2 separate regions of the Zea mays genome follow, and region 2 is linked to region 1. The links are chromatin contacts, called in public Hi-C maps. All regions are on one chromosome and are shown on one strand. The core of a region is the stretch at or near the end of the contact, and the rest is flanking DNA. Distances in the headings are between cores, read along the strand shown.

Region 1 (3,238 bases), core at 308-2,807:
TTTTTCCCATGGTGATGGATAAGGTTACAAAGAACATACAAAGAGATATCTCTTGATGTATGCTTTTTACGAATAATATAGTGCTAGTTCATGCAGATGAGCAAGCTAACTCACTGACAAATACAAGCAAGCTAACTCACTGACAAATACAGAAGATGTAGAAACTTTCAGGGGCTTGATACAGCAGCATTTGCTACTTGATTTCAAACAAATGTTGATGTTAACTATTAGGTAACCTAGCAATATGAGCACAAAACACAAAGAAACACACATTCAAGTGGTTAATGGGGAGAATTAACCAGGAGAGAAGGCATATCATAACAAGCACCAGAAATCATCAGATCAGCTATATATTCACTGATGGTAGGCTCTGTTCTCCATTTTTATCATTCAGAATCTTGTTATTGAACTACCATAACTCATTCAATGGGTGGAGCAACAGGTTTGATCTCCACTTCCCCAGGAATAAGCCCAAACAACACACCATCATACAACTTAACAGACTCCTTTAAATACAACTGCTTGAGCTTCATGAAGCACTGCAGGGTCAGCAGCGAATCAGATCCAGCCTGGTGGCTGATCCCAACACGCTCAATCTTGAGCAGCTCCCCAAGCTTGCTCAGCCCGCCATATAGGCCACCGCCACAGAACTTCATGAGATGCTTGATGTCGTACATCACCGGAAAGAAGGTCTTGGTGAGTTTCAGGAACTCATCCAAGGTGTTGGGCATTTCCCGTCCGGTGAGCAGCTTGAGGAGGTAGCCGAAGTCGTGGCCACTGTGGAAGGTCACCCACTGGACATCGTCGTTCAGCACGACTCCGGACGACATCATCAGCTCGGCGAAGCGGGTGGAATCGACCCCCTCAGCCGCAAAGAGGTCGAAGTCGATGCCGCTGCGGCGGAGCAGATCGATGGAGTCGCTGCTAGAAGGGTCGGTGTGCGGGTCGAAGCCCCGGAAGTTAAACTGCCAGATGCAGCGCCTCCCACCCGTGCCGCACGGCGGGAGCGCGCCTGCCCCGTTGGAGAGGGTGAGGCCAAGCTGGATGAGCTTGAGCACGTTGACGTTGCCCTCGAGGGCGGCGTAGTTGCGGTCGCAGGTGAACCGGTACTCGGCGCTCGGCGTCACCACGAAGCCGGGAAACTCCGTGTCCATGGCCACGTACGGGTACACGTCGACGACGGCGCGGATCACTGCGAACTCCTCCTCCAGGTTGCTCGCCCAAACTTCACGGATCTCCACGGCGTCGGGGTCCTCTGCGGCGGGCGGAAGGGCAGCCATCGGAGCAGCCGGTGCATCCAAGAAACCGGAGACGCTTCGAGCGGAGGAGCGGCGGGCCGGCAGGGCAGTTCCTGCAGCAGCTAGGGCTTCCGATGTCGGTGGGCGGGGGCGGTCGGCTAGAGTCAGTGGAGGCAACAAGAGGAGGAGGAGGGTGAGGGGGAGGAGGCGGGCGCGGACGCGGGGGAGAGCGTTGGGCCCCAGTGTCAGCGACGGCGAGAGCCCATGGGAGCTGAGGGGCGGGTGCGAGGGGCGAGACCGCGAGGCGAGAAAACGGGGGCGGATCTGGTGGGTCGGAATCCTGGAGAAGAAGGCGAGGGGAAAGCGGAGGCGGCGTGCTGGGCTACGGCTCTCAACGAGCCGAGCTCGAGCCACCCTCTGTCCAGGCTCGAGCCGAACACGAACCCGAGCCAAGCTCTAAGGTGTCCACATCTGCCATTTGGGTTCGATGTCGGCTCGGTCAGGTCATAATTCCATCGTTCCACTCCCATTTAGCGTTGCTTATGTCCCCTCCTATAATATACTATTAATAATCAAAATAAACCACTAGTTACCAAACAAACTATAAGAATGACAAAAATTATAAACCATCTGGACACCAAAATGAGCGGACGGTCCGGCCCTTGGGCCCGGACGATCCGCGTGTCCCGAGATTAGATTAACTCGGATGTTTATCCTTATCTCGTACATGGTTATCTATCTAATCACGTGGGAGTTTGTTGGCTATCTCTTAGAAAAGGGTCCAGACCTCCTCCCCTATAAATATAAAGGGTTACGACCGATTGAGAACCCCCGAACACATTCCAATCGAACCAATTACTTTATTTACTTTTCCTGCCCTAAGAGTAGATGTAGCATAGTTCTAGTTGTAGTCTTCCACATATCCACCTCCACCCCTATTTGACTCTACGTCGTCTAGATCCGTCTTGGGTGGTCTGCCGATCCCAAGATGACCCTAGGATCTCACCCCTCCCGGGGGGCAAGATCTAGTTGTCCATCTAAGACCTCCTCCTCGAACTGATCTCTTAATTACTAGACGACTCCACGTCGTTTGGGGATGCCCTGGGTGACCTATCGACCTAGAGCACCTTAAGATCTTTTCCCCCTAGGGGACGAGATCTAGATTCCAGCAAGGAGGAGGAAGACGACCCTGTCGCCAGGTCGTGGACCATCCGACCCTAGGGCGCGGACCGTCCGGCCGTCAGGCAGGGAACCCTAGCCTCGCGCCAGGTCGCGGACTATCCGGCCCTGTGCCGTGGACCGTCCGCGCCTGACCAGAGAGCACCGCCACTGGTTCTTGTTGAGTGATTGGCCCCAAAAAGGTGCCAACACCATCCTAACTTTTTATTATTTTCTTGACGGGGCAAAAGTCTCACTTGATATATTAGGCTCTAGAAGCATAGAGGAACAACCCTAGAAGGCATAGAGATTACAAGCATGAGAGTACGTGGGAGAGGCATCCATGCCGGGCAGCCTGGATGGATTCAGAATGTTTCAATCTACAAGCTCACAAGTGGACATCTGCAATACACGCTGGATTACAACAACCAGAGGAGGATTCTTGTCTGAAGACGTAGTTGTTGCGTCGCTTCCACAAGTGCCAGCAGCAAAGCACATTGAAGGTGGGGAAGGCAGCTTGGAGAAGGCCAGGGGGTCGTGGAAATTGGTGCATGCTGGAGTAGCTAAATCCCTCGCCAACATGGATTCCCAGGGTGTTCTAAAAATCTCGTGCAAAGGAGAAGTGAAGAAGAATATGTGATGTTGTTTCTGGGTCAGTAGAGCAAATTTCACAGGTGTCATCAGAGATAGTTCCTTTCCTATGTAGGTTAGCCCAAGTCTGGAGTTTGTCCTATGAGGCCAGCAGATGAAGCTAGACATGGGCGAGGTCTCACAAGGCCCATGCGACAGCCAGGAGTAAAGGTCCTTGGTGTGAAGGCATCCAGAGTGATTAGCAGCAAAGC
Region 2 (3,238 bases), core at 414-2,913, 380 kb after region 1:
TGTTTTGTGGTGTAATTTTTAGGATGCTGACGTTGTGCAAATCTCTTATATTCCAAAGTTTATTGGGGCATCATACATTTCCAGAAGATGAAGTAGCTTTCACCGTTACATTAAACATTCTTTTACCATGTATGTGGAGTACTTTGACTTTCCAAATTTTCCAACTTATTTGTTATTCCTTTGACTTATTTATTGGCCTTAAGTTATCCAAGGTTTTGAATTATCTCCTAGAAGTATCACATTACAATACTATATAATTGTTGTGCACTAATATTTTGCCAAATATTCTGAATGTCGTTGCAACGCACGGGCACGTACCTATGTGAATAAGAATTTTGATACCGAATTGTTGAATGTCATGGAGCTGCCCCTCACACGTCGCGTGCGCCCTCGGGAATTTGGATACCGAATTGTTGAATGTCATGGAGTGCCCCTCACACGTCGCGTGCGCCCTCGGCGGTCCCGGCTTCTCGGCTCGCGCTGAGCACGCCGTGCCACGCTCCCTGCCCGCTGGCCGCTGCCACCAAGCGGCACCGCGGAGAAAGCCGGCAATTGTGTCCGTCTCCGTAAAACTTCAGTTTCCTTCCACGCTGCGTTAACCACAACTGAACAGAACGACATGGAGGATTGCCTACGAACTCGGTCAAGCAGGGAATTCAGCACATGACAAACAAATGATGCAGCAAACTGAAACATTCGCTCAAAGTTCGATACAATACAGACGGGCAAGAAACAAGCACACTTTTCGCCATTTGCAGATCGCGACAGCAACAACGAACCAACTTAATCCCCAGCTAGTGCTGAATGTACACGCGGAACCGACGGTCACAGGCATCTCTTGCGTGCGCTCGCCTGCTCGGCACGGCAGCACCCGCGCTGCCACCCACCACCACAAGGCTACTTGCCAAAGATGGACTTGACCCACCACATCCCGCCGTCCCTGGGGCTCTGCTCGCTCTCCGGCGGCGGGTCAGGGTGCGCCGTCTTGCGGAGCTTCGACACGTCGTACCCTTCCTCCTTGGCACGCTCCACCAGTTCCTTGTACACGGACTCGTCCATGTGAGGCTGCCTGCAAAGGATCTGCACACACAAACACAGGGGGATTGGTAGGCAGACAGGCACGATTCGGCGAGGGATAGACGGACGGAGGCCAGAGAGGAATTCGCACGCACCCAGAGGTAGTTCCTGGAGGGCTGCCCGACGAGCGCGTACTGGTAGTCGGCGTCGATGTGGAGCACCCAGTAGTCGCCGGTGACGGGGATGAGGGGGAGGAAGGGCGGCACGTAGAAGCGAACCTTGAGCTTGGCCTCGTCGCTGGCAGGGTCGGCGCGCCAGGCCGTGCCCTCGATGTGGCCGCGGCGCCCGTCGGCCCACGTCTCGTTCACCACCTTCACAGTGCCGTCCGGGTTCAGCGTGTAGGTGGCGCGCGTGTTGGTGCCCGTCTTGGGCTGGAACCGGGACGGGAAGCACGCGATCTCGTACCACCGCCCCGCGTACCGCTCCAGGTCGAGGTTGCGCACCACCTGCATGGCCATCGTGCGTCCCTTGCGCTGCCGGCGGCGCGCGGCGGTGGCGTGGGTTTTAGCGGGCGGGAAGAGGAAGGAGGTGGGTGGGGTGGGATGCCGGATGCCCGGATGCGAATGCGCAGGCTATAGTGACAGATTGCGGTAGACGTGGAGGATTGTGGGCGATACGTTCTCGGAGCTGTTGTTCGGTGCGCGTCGGCGTCGCGGCTGTGGTTTTCAATTTCGGACTATGTGGGCCGGGTTTTCATTTTGCAAGTGTCGTGGCCCGTGGCCCAGTGGGCTGCGATGCGAACCGTCGTGCTGTAGGAGGAAAGTTGTAGGTGAATGGAGAAGGGCCGGATGAAGGGATCTCCAATCACTTATCGAGAGGTGCCTCGAGTCTTTTTTTTTTATCGGTGACTTTCGTAACACAAAACCTTTAGTTTTATCACGTTCCTCGTTTTTACTCTTAGTCATATTTTTTTTGCTCAGTTTTACTCTTCTGATCTATAATAAGAAAAAACATAACTAATTATAAAAATGAGGACACCAACAAAACTAAGAACACCACCTTAAAAATCGAATAATAAAAGTGTCACATTAGCTTTTATGATAATAGGTTTTATCCAAATAAAATTTTTTATATCTTTTAAATTAACCTGATAAATCATCAAATAGCTAATGCATCATAAAGGACAGAACTCAGTAAAACTGGCCTTATTTACCGCCAGAACACTTTGTCCTCTTTATCTGTTATCAATACAATCATAGTAGAGCATGGAAACTAACCCTATCTATAAACCACATGCTATTCAAAAAATTGGACAATTCGAAACAGATACATTTATATATATGCAAAGATCTGTGTATCTACATTGTATCTCTTATGTGATCTACGACCATGATGCAAAAGTAGATGTTATAACTAGGGTATCGTTGGAGTCAGGCTAGCGGGGCTATGGCGGATCGGTGCAGTGGCGACGTGACGCGGTGCAGGCCGACCTACATCGGCTAGGAAGACCTCTGCAAAAATAATAAACACAAGCCTGTCAACAAAAAATTTCCATAGCACCTCCCCGCGCGGGAAGGTTTCCAAAACTTGCAAAGAAAACTAACAGCACGATGGCTGACATCCACACATTTATTAACGACGTAATGACCGACAATCACAAAAAATGTACATATACTATGGCAATACATTTCTAACAAACTACGTATCCCACACCTAATACTAAAAATATGCAATATAACGTATTGTGATTCATCCACTAGATTACTCATCATATAGCATGTGCTTTAAAAAGTTCAAAACAAAAAATTACAATTAAACAGGCAGTGGGGGAACCTCTAATGGTGGCGATCGTGGTGACGATGATGGCTCGGAGTGGCAGTGGCAGTGGCAGTGGCGGAGAGGCGAGGGTGGTCTCGGTGGGCGACGCCGCGATGGCGGTTCGGCACATGGGCGCAGCGGCTCGAGGTGGCCATGGCCAGGGCCGAGGACGGTGGTTCAGCACACGGAGGCCAGGACGTCGGCAACGAGGGTCGGAGCTAGGCGGGCGACGGCGAGGTGGCGCAACGGCACCGGTGGCGTGTGGAGGCGGCGCGCTAGGCGAACGATGGCGAGGCACGTGTAGGCGGCGCACGGCTAGGCGCGCGGCGAGGTGGCGCAACGGCGACAGCGAGGTAAGGCGGCGCGTTAAAGTGAGTGATTGAGTGGGTGCTCAGTTCGGTTA

The links. A called contact is a pair of places that touch in the nucleus more often than the background predicts.
Region 2: a Hi-C map of leaf shows a contact between it and region 1, with 6 times the contacts expected there. The contact joins the promoter of LOC100286188 here to the promoter of LOC100272282 in region 1. A contact is called at or near these places in 3 of 25 Hi-C or Micro-C datasets (ear, leaf and tassel).

What each region holds. Positions count from the first base shown.
Region 1 is chr1:216,499,563-216,502,800 of Zm-B73-REFERENCE-NAM-5.0, forward strand. LOC100272282 reads right to left here and starts at 1,558. Exons shown (of 1, transcript NM_001146769.1): 1 at 280-1,558. The coding sequence starts at 1,280. The coding sequence ends at 420.
Region 2 is chr1:216,881,920-216,885,157 of Zm-B73-REFERENCE-NAM-5.0, forward strand. It overlaps LOC100286188, which reads right to left and starts at 1,664. Exons shown (of 2, transcript NM_001159076.1): 1 at 1,173-1,664; 2 at 665-1,080. The coding sequence starts at 1,535. The coding sequence ends at 898.